2 separate regions of the Triticum aestivum genome follow, and region 2 is linked to region 1. A link is a contact called in public Hi-C data. All regions are on one chromosome and are shown on one strand. The core of a region is the stretch at or near the end of the contact, and the rest is flanking DNA. Distances in the headings are between cores, read along the strand shown. Region 1 overlaps LOC123147266 (a long non-coding RNA gene). Region 2 holds the start of LOC123147271 (protein LHY).

What was found. Hi-C and Micro-C count contacts between places; a contact is called where the count stands out from the background.
Region 2: a contact with region 1 is called in a Hi-C map of leaf, with 2.3 times the contacts expected there. The contact joins the promoter of LOC123147271 here to the enhancer-like site in region 1. A contact is called at or near these places in 2 of 5 Hi-C or Micro-C datasets (leaf and an unstated tissue).

Annotation. Positions count from the first base shown.
Region 1 is chr7A:414,302,459-414,306,669 of IWGSC CS RefSeq v2.1, forward strand. It overlaps LOC123147266 (a long non-coding RNA gene), which reads left to right. Exons shown (of 3, transcript XR_006473149.1): 3 at 1-1,315. Among protein-coding and RNA genes, the nearest start is that of LOC123147266, 3.8 kb to the left of the region's middle. Within about 2 kb of position 1,918, at least 7 of the 8 cell types and tissues checked have an H3K27ac peak or open chromatin away from gene starts, as enhancers often do. A contact at or near this core is called in leaf, where this site is marked.
Region 2 is chr7A:414,348,825-414,353,035 of IWGSC CS RefSeq v2.1, forward strand. LOC123147271 (protein LHY) reads left to right here and starts at 2,155. Exons shown (of 12, transcript XM_044566513.1): 1 at 2,155-2,437; 2 at 2,533-2,599.

The sequences.
Region 1 (4,211 bases), core at 668-3,167:
TAGAGAGCTTGATGATTTCAGCGAGGATGAGACGGAGATTAAGATTAGAAAGAATATGCTTAAATAAATTTATCAAGGTTCTAATAAGTACTGTTATGATAGTTTGCGCCTAACTACATGGTCCTTTGTGGACCTATGCGCTATCTTGCGTGAAAGATGTGGTTTGTGCGACACTTTTGTGTATCAGTCGAAGAATCAGTCACAATCTTTTTGCGAGAAATATTTTGTTTGCTGGAGGTAATTAGAGGGAGAGAATGAGATATAGGTAAAAAAACACATTTGCCCTTCCTTGCGTCGTCTCCTCCGAGGCGACCCGGGGGCCCCAAAACCTAGCACCGCCAGGCTCGGCCAGCAGCTACTCCTCGTCAGGTGGCGGGCGCTTGAGGTGGGGGATGTTCGATCCCCTCTCGGTTGCGTGGCTCGGTGGATCCAGGCAGCTCGACAGGTGTCCATCCGGCAATGGTGATATTGTGTGACTTCTTGTGTGACAACGTTGGCGGCTTCGGGCGAAGTTGGGCTGCTGTTGAGCTTTGGTAGTCGGTCTCATCCGGCGGGTTCGAGGGGTTGCCGTGCCTCGCTTGTCTTCCTTGCGGAGGTGTGATGATGATGACACTAGATTGCAACCTCGACGGTGCTTTTCTCCTTGACGGTGTGTGTGTGTTCTTGTGTGGGTTGCCAGGTCGTCATGTGTGCCTTATGTTTTGCGGGCGTGTTATGATGGTTTTCGCCCGGTTTTTCGTTGATTAACTGGGCAACTCTCTTCGACCTTTTTTTAATGAATCGGGCCCTAAGGGACTGCATCTTGAAAAAAAAAACACGAGAGGTGGGAATAGATTACTTGTGCTGATGCCTTGTATTTTTTTACTCCATATATGCACTACTTGAAGGTAGTTTTGTTGATCTAGGTGGATTATGTCTTATTCTACAAAAGAAAATATATAGCTTTCTGAAATGTGATGACTTGCAATACTGCCTATAAATAAATTAAGATGGAGTTTTAGAAGCTTCACATTTTATAAATACTTCAGTAAGTTTGCTTCTCGTCATATTTGCAGGACAACAAAGAAGCCACATGTTCAAGTCTCTTCAAGTCTTACTTGAGTGATCGTGATGCAAGTTTAAGCCTCTTCAAGTCTTACTAGAGTGGTTCTGATGCAAGTTCAAGCTTCTTCAAGTCTTACTAGAGTGGTCCTTATGTAAAAGTTCAAGCCTCTTGAATGCAAATATTTATTTTTTATGGTTCTAATGCATTTGTGATGGCACACTGTAGTCTTTCGTGTTCCTTCTTAACACAAGCTATTGGAAGAAAATGGTTGAAACTGATGTTGTTCAGATCCTTTTGATCTTGATCATTGAAAATGCACAATGTGTTGAATGTACAGACTAAGATGTGCATGCTGATTATTTGTAATTTAAACCATATGGACGGGTGAATCCACATTGAAGATGCCCTAGCCACACGATATTCCTGAGTCGCCCGACGATCGACACTTGCCATCTTCGGTCGCCTCGAATAAACAAAGCCCGGCGCCACATCACGGCCTACACGGCGATAAGATGCAGACGGGTACACGAGCCGGGCACAGCGGGTAAACGGAATGGAGCTCCTTTTCCTCGCCTTGCTTCCAGGCCTCCCGCGTAGTCATGCGGGGCCCACTGCCCATGCGCTTTTCTACTACAGCCGCAAGTTCAAAAGCATCCGTCTCAACCACCAATGCAACCCGTACGGCTCGGGGCCACCCAACCCCGCATCGCCGCATGAAGGGAGGCGTGGAGAATCTGGGTCGTCCGCTGAGTCCGGCCTTCGTCAGCGACGAGTTGCCCTGCCAACATCGGACGGTTGTGACAGGGGGGATGCACAGCATCGACGGCTCAGATTGTGGGCGAGCATCGGTGGAGCGCGCGAGACCACACGTTTTGGGGTGCCCTGGGAAAAGCGTGGGGTTAGCGAATAGGTTTTAGCCAGGTGGCCTTTAGTGTGGGCCCGTGGAGCGAGGCCACTTTGGGTCATTTCCCACCGCAAATATTCAGCTATTGGTATTGACTGCCCTTTTGTGTTTTTGCCTTCGGGCCCTTGAAAGAGTGTGTTTTGAGTCCCAACCACAAATTACTATTGCAGCCCATGGGTAGTACAGACGCTCACTTATCCTACAAGAGGCTAGAATCACCGAGTACAAATACAAATGCTAAATATCTACGCCACTATATAACATATGAATAATTTTGAATGAAGACAATCTGACCATCATAGATGACAAATCTGAGTACTATTAGTCATTAGATATCATCTTTACTTCACTGGATTCTACCTGATAGAATCTAGAAGATTCCATTGTTGAGCATGAAAATGCACGAATCTTCAAACACAAGCACCAGTCCTTTGCTCTCGAACAGTGACGAATCTAGAACTGGACCAACATGGGGACAACATTGCAATGGGTAGCATTTTTGTCAAAAAATATTACAAATAGTTAATAAAGTATTGAATAACATGTGAATGCATTAGTAAAGAAAGTTCAGCAAATTGTTTATGGGGGCCATGGCCCCCACGCCCCACCCCTAGATCTGCCACTGCTCTGGAACATTCCACACATTAATTATCCAAACAAGCATTCCAAATGAATTACCGATCTTTCTTATTCACGATTTACAATGCACAATATGTACAAAGCTCAAAATACAAGCACCTCATCTTTGTTTTAGAATCTCCCATGCATTAATTATCCAAATTGTTTTATTCTAAGTGAATTACCATTCTATTCACAATATGCACAAACCTCAAAACACGAGCATTTTTTTGTTCTAGAATATCCCATACTTTCATTATCCGGACTTCTTTTCTTCTAAATGAACTATCATCCCTTTTCAACTTTGTGGTTTATAATACACATCATCCATACACTTGTCATTTTTTTCTAGGCTCTTCCTTACCTTAATGTCGCAAGTTTTTTCTTCATTTGACAAAAAATGTTGCTCACTTTTACTTCACGATATTTTTGTTCAAGGCCTATCATAACAGGTACATAAATTACATTTATCTTTGAAAATGCAAAACTAGCTACTCAAAATTGCGGTACGAGATACCTAAAGATAAATGTGTCCGATCACAAGAGTTTCATGTAGTATTATGACATGCGGTCTTCGAATATTTTGTAATTATAATCTGATTTTTGATAGGATGAAATATGTGAATTAAGTCTACATCCACGTCATGGATTAATGACTCAAAACTTACATACTTACCTTCTATAATGTGTCATGACAATCTTAACTCATACGTTGGTATCTAAGCAATGTGCAATGCACCGTGCACCTTACTAATAAATAAAGTGTAGGTTGATGAGTCATTCTGTGTGGTTGGACTACTCGATTTTTCATGATTTTTTTCAACATTATCTTCTCTGCATTAATGAACGTAGAGACCAATGAATTACACCTATGTCAGATACATAATCAAACACTAGGAAACCACTATCACACTAGAAGTTCTTTTCTAAAAATTATGACTACGATGCGTACTAAATGCACCTATTATATTCATGGCATAAGTAAATTTAAATACATTAAAGAAATCATCCAATGGCTAGATGGTTAGGAAGGTGGTGGTACCTCTGATTCATCAAGGATAAAACTCCAGGTTTAAAACTTTGGTATCTCATTAATGTGTTTTATTTTTTTCAATGAGGGATGATGTCCCGTCAATAGCAAGGCATAAAACAAAATTTAAATACTATAGACCATTAAAGCTATCATTGTTATAAATTATGGGGTCTCTAGGCACGAGAGGCATAGAGTAAACTAGCCTATCCTGCGCGGCGGTACGCCACGTCTGTCGATACGGTGTTGTTATATTGATTATGGTTTGATTAGCTTAAACCTCTCTTCTCTCTTGGTGGACACACACTTACGGTTACGGGCAACAAATGCTCTTTTCCCTTTCTTAGCAATCATACTTATTTTTGCATACATGGGGTAAGCGCGACACAGGTCGCGCATTGTTGGCGTGTTACATTGAGATTTGTGTGTGGTAGAGAAAGGGTTATGTGTTGATCATTTTGTTGTTTGATTGGTTAGGTCAGACTTCTTTTCTTCTAAATGAACTACTATCCCTTTTCAACTTTGTGGTTTATAATACACATCATCCATACACTTGTCATTTTTTCTAGGCTCCTCCATACCTTAACGTCGCAAGTTTTTTCTTCTTTTGAAAA
Region 2 (4,211 bases), core at 905-3,404, 47 kb after region 1:
GACGTTCGCGCGTACACCGACGCGGATTGGGCCGGCTGCCCCGATACCCGCCACTCGACCTCAGGCTACTGCATCTTTCTCGATGACGCGCTCGTCAGTTGGTCCTCCAAGCGACAGGCGACGGTTTCGCGCTCCAGCACCGAGGCCGAATACCGTGGCGTTGCCCACGCGGTCGCCGAGTGCGTTTGGCTTCGTCAGCTGCTAGGGGAGCTCCTCTGTCCCGTCTCGTCCGCCACACTTGTCTTATGTGACAATGTCTCGGCGGTCTACCTCTCCAGCAACCCAGTGCATCACCGGCGCACTAAACACGTCGAGCTCGACATCCACTTCGTCCGTGAACGAGTGGCACTCGGCCATTTCGTGTTCTGCATGTTCCTACGCGTCAACAGTTCGCGGATGTCATGACCAAGGGGCTGCCTACGGACATTTTCCAAGAGTTCCGTTCCAGTCTTTGCATCTCGACCATCGACGTCAAGACTGCGGGGGAGGGGGGGGGGTGTTAGCAGAATACGTACTGCTGTATATGTATGCGTAGTCACCGCATGATCTCTCTCTCTCTCTGAGACGTGCTTTGCATCGTGGGTTAGTGGAGCTAGTGGCTCTCACACGTTCTCTCTGAACTGCTCCTGTAAACTGTATATATGCAGCGTCAGATGAATGGAAGTGGTGTGAGTTGAGTCCTATTCCTCGTCAACACCATAGACCAACACTAGTCTTCCTTTTACACTTTTGTCATCTCTCGTGCGCACCTAAGAACTATTTCCCAGTCAGCCATCCATCCTCAAATTGCTCCAAGCCAGACACACTTAACTTTGAAATTCCTTTCGGATGGGCTCCCAAGAAAGAAGGTGTACTTTTTTTTATACGAGTAATCTATCATTCCTATTAAGTCGGGATGTCATACACTTTTAGCATGCGCAACCTTATAACTATAGCATAGTAAATTATATTTCAAAAAATTAGGTTGGTCATCTCGGTCCAAGTCTCAGCCTCGACTGCAAGCACGACCACCATCAAACGCATCGCGAGTTGTTTGGTTCCGGCCCTAAATTCATATCGTTCGCCACATACATACGAAGAATACAATAGTGTTCTCATCCTGATCAATGCGCAAACTAATAGAATGTGAACTAGGTCCTCGGTAATACTCTTCAAGGTTTAGAAAATCACTTTGTTCTTTTTTTCAGCACCGTGTGCCAGGCCGCAATCAGCATCCTAGATGCTAGTAGTTAGATCAAAATTGCAAAAGCCATTTTTGTAATAGTTGTACTAGGATCAATGCTAATTAAATTGTATACTAGCTGAGCGAATTACTCAATATTGTTGCAACCAATCAAAAGAGTGGTTGTCAAAATAGCGGACACTATTTCTTGCTACTCAAACACAAGAATTTCTTCCCATCTAGATAAAAACTAAGTAGTTGAGAGTTTGTTGCCAGGCCAATATGGTGTCCAAATGACTAGGGTACAAAACCCACATAGCACATACATACATTTCCCTTAAAAATAACCCCTGCTGTCTTGTACGTCTTCTATTACTAAATAGCTACAATACATATCTTTCTAACCTTGCCATATAAATAAGTCATGCATGCAAGTCACAAATCATTTTTTTGCATTACTCTATGCATGCAACGCTGTCATATCATAAATTCATGCATGTTAATTATTCACACGTTATTTTTTGTATTAGATCTTGTACTGGCAATATATGTGTTGGGCGATTGCAGCGTATGTATGTAGTTGACCCTTCACATTTTTGTTTTGTTAGAAATGACATTACTCTAACCGTAATTTGATTTTTTATACACTTTGTATTTCCTTTACTTTTCAGATTACATCTTCTTTCCATTAGTTTTAGAAGTCTTTTAGCAACTATTTACGCATTTCTGTTACCAAGATTCCCGAGGTACCGCGCGGGGTATTATCTAGTTTCTAATATTTTGTAAAGCATATGGAAGGTCCAGAATAACCTTGACCCTTTATTTATTTTTTCTCCCGTGAGAAAGAAAGCCAATAGTACGCAACATAAAATGCGGTGGTTTGCGATTCCAGGGATTTTACGAGGGTGCCGCAGGAAGATAGCCTCGGAGGAGGCCTAGAAACCCACAAGTAAAGATAGTGGCTGAGATTTCTCGCGGCGGCGAGAGCGACCCCCACAGCCCCCGGCCACAAACACACCTCCCCCGTGTAGCCTCCACGACCCGCAGCATACAGCGAGCCCCGCACCTGAGTACCCGACATCTCGACCCTTCCCTTCCCTTCCCTTCCTTCGTCATTCGCGCGCGCACGCACGCACGCACGCACGCTTGTTCCTCCCGCTGCTGGGCTAGCTAGATCCCCAAAGCGGACGAGTTGGCCCGGAAGCTTCGTCCGGAAGCATCGGCCTGTGGCGGCAGAGAGAGGAGCCGCTGCGCCCGGTGCGGCGGTCGCTTGAGGTGGGTGGCAGGGATCGGGGCGGAGATTCCGTTTTGCATGATGAACCGCTGGGTTGTTGATTTTTTGATTTTGTGCACGGGTTGGCTTGGTGCAGGCCGCCGCGCGGAGGGCGGGCTGGGCGGGCGACGTGGCGACCGGGGTTAGCTTGCTGCTCGCCCGAGGTAACCTGGAACTAAGAACCATACAAGTTTCCACAAATTTGTGCTTCCACTGGACGCGACGCGATTGATATATACGCCTCCTCTCGCACGTCCGTTCTTAGCTGTGCTATTTTGTCGGCTGAAAACTGTGCAGCAAATGAGCCCACGCTTTTTTGTGTGTGTGCCTGGTCGCTCTCTGTAGTTGCAGTTTTTGATTTCGCGTTGCTCTGCTTTAATGATCATGGTGCAAAAGCTCAGACTTCTGAGCGGTTGAACTGCACCTGTTCACTGAAAGCTCTGTTGTTGGAGAGGGGGGATTACGGATCAGATCATTTATACCCTTTGCTTAAAGGCATCACATCTGAGTTTGGATTCTTCTACCCGGTCTACTGTGTCGTCCAGTGATTATTTTCTTGCTCTAGCCCGTCTTCTGTGCCCTTTTCTTGCTCTAGTTAGTCCTGTCCATTTTAGTATGGTTATTAGGAATAATATTAATAGTGATTCCATGGTTTAACTTCTTGCAGCTAGAAAACTGTATGGTTGACTAGTTAAGTTAGGCACGTGGGTTTTTTTATCTTGGCTTTTTTTGCTGTCATGGGTTTGAGGTGTGCTTTTATCAGGTCTCTGATCTAATATGGTGTTGTTGGTGCTCTGAAGTTGTTTAAAAAGAACATGTGTAAGTTAGGCTTCTGAGTTTGCTATGCAGGGAAAGAACAGCTTAATTTAGTTTATAAGCAGGCGAGTTAAGTTAATTTTGGATTTGCTATGCTGGAAAGGGAGCAACTTAATCTAGTCTAACTAAGCAGGTGAGGTAATTTGACTAAAATAGGTGCTATGGTGAATTGTGCTAAGAAGAAAATATATTTTTTGTCTGCTATAAAAAATTCATAGTTTTTTTGGTTGTTGTTATGTCAATACATTTGCTATGATAAATTTTGGTCTGGCTTAAATTCTAGTGTTTGTTTTGGAAAGTCCAGGAACCCTAAATCAATATATACATATTAAGGTATGTTGCAAAATATATACTCCCTCCGTTCCGAATTACTTGTCTTAGATTTGTCTAGATACGGAGGTATCTAGCACTAAAATAAGTCTAGATACATCCGTATCTAGACAAATCCAAGACAAGTAATTCGGAACGGAGGGAGTATATGTTTCTATTAGTATTAGTTAACCGTTTTGCTTCCTGGTGAGCTCATAGATCTGTTTGCAGGCATACTGTGTTGCCCTTAAATAACGTGTTTGAGATTGTGGGAGATAAACTCATGGATGCTCCTTCCAAGGCATACTGTTAGTCGAGGTAAAGGAGGTCAATGCGATTTTAGGAGTACATGGTCAATTAAGTCAGAATCGTAAAAATATTAAGTCAGAATCGTAAAAAAATATTAAGAACAACATCAAATAGGTCAGAGGTACTGGACCAGTAAATAAGTAAGTCTGTAAAGACAATTGGTTAGTTTCTGAAGAGCCATGCCCCTTGATTTTATTTCTGTAGAATTCAGCAAAAAAACAGAAGACTTCATTTTAGAGCGCCAAACATACTCCTTCAATCTTGTTTTGTTTTTGTACTATATTTCCCTGAATGTTTTAAATGACAGACTTGTAAAGCGGAGTACCAAAGCACTTCCATAGT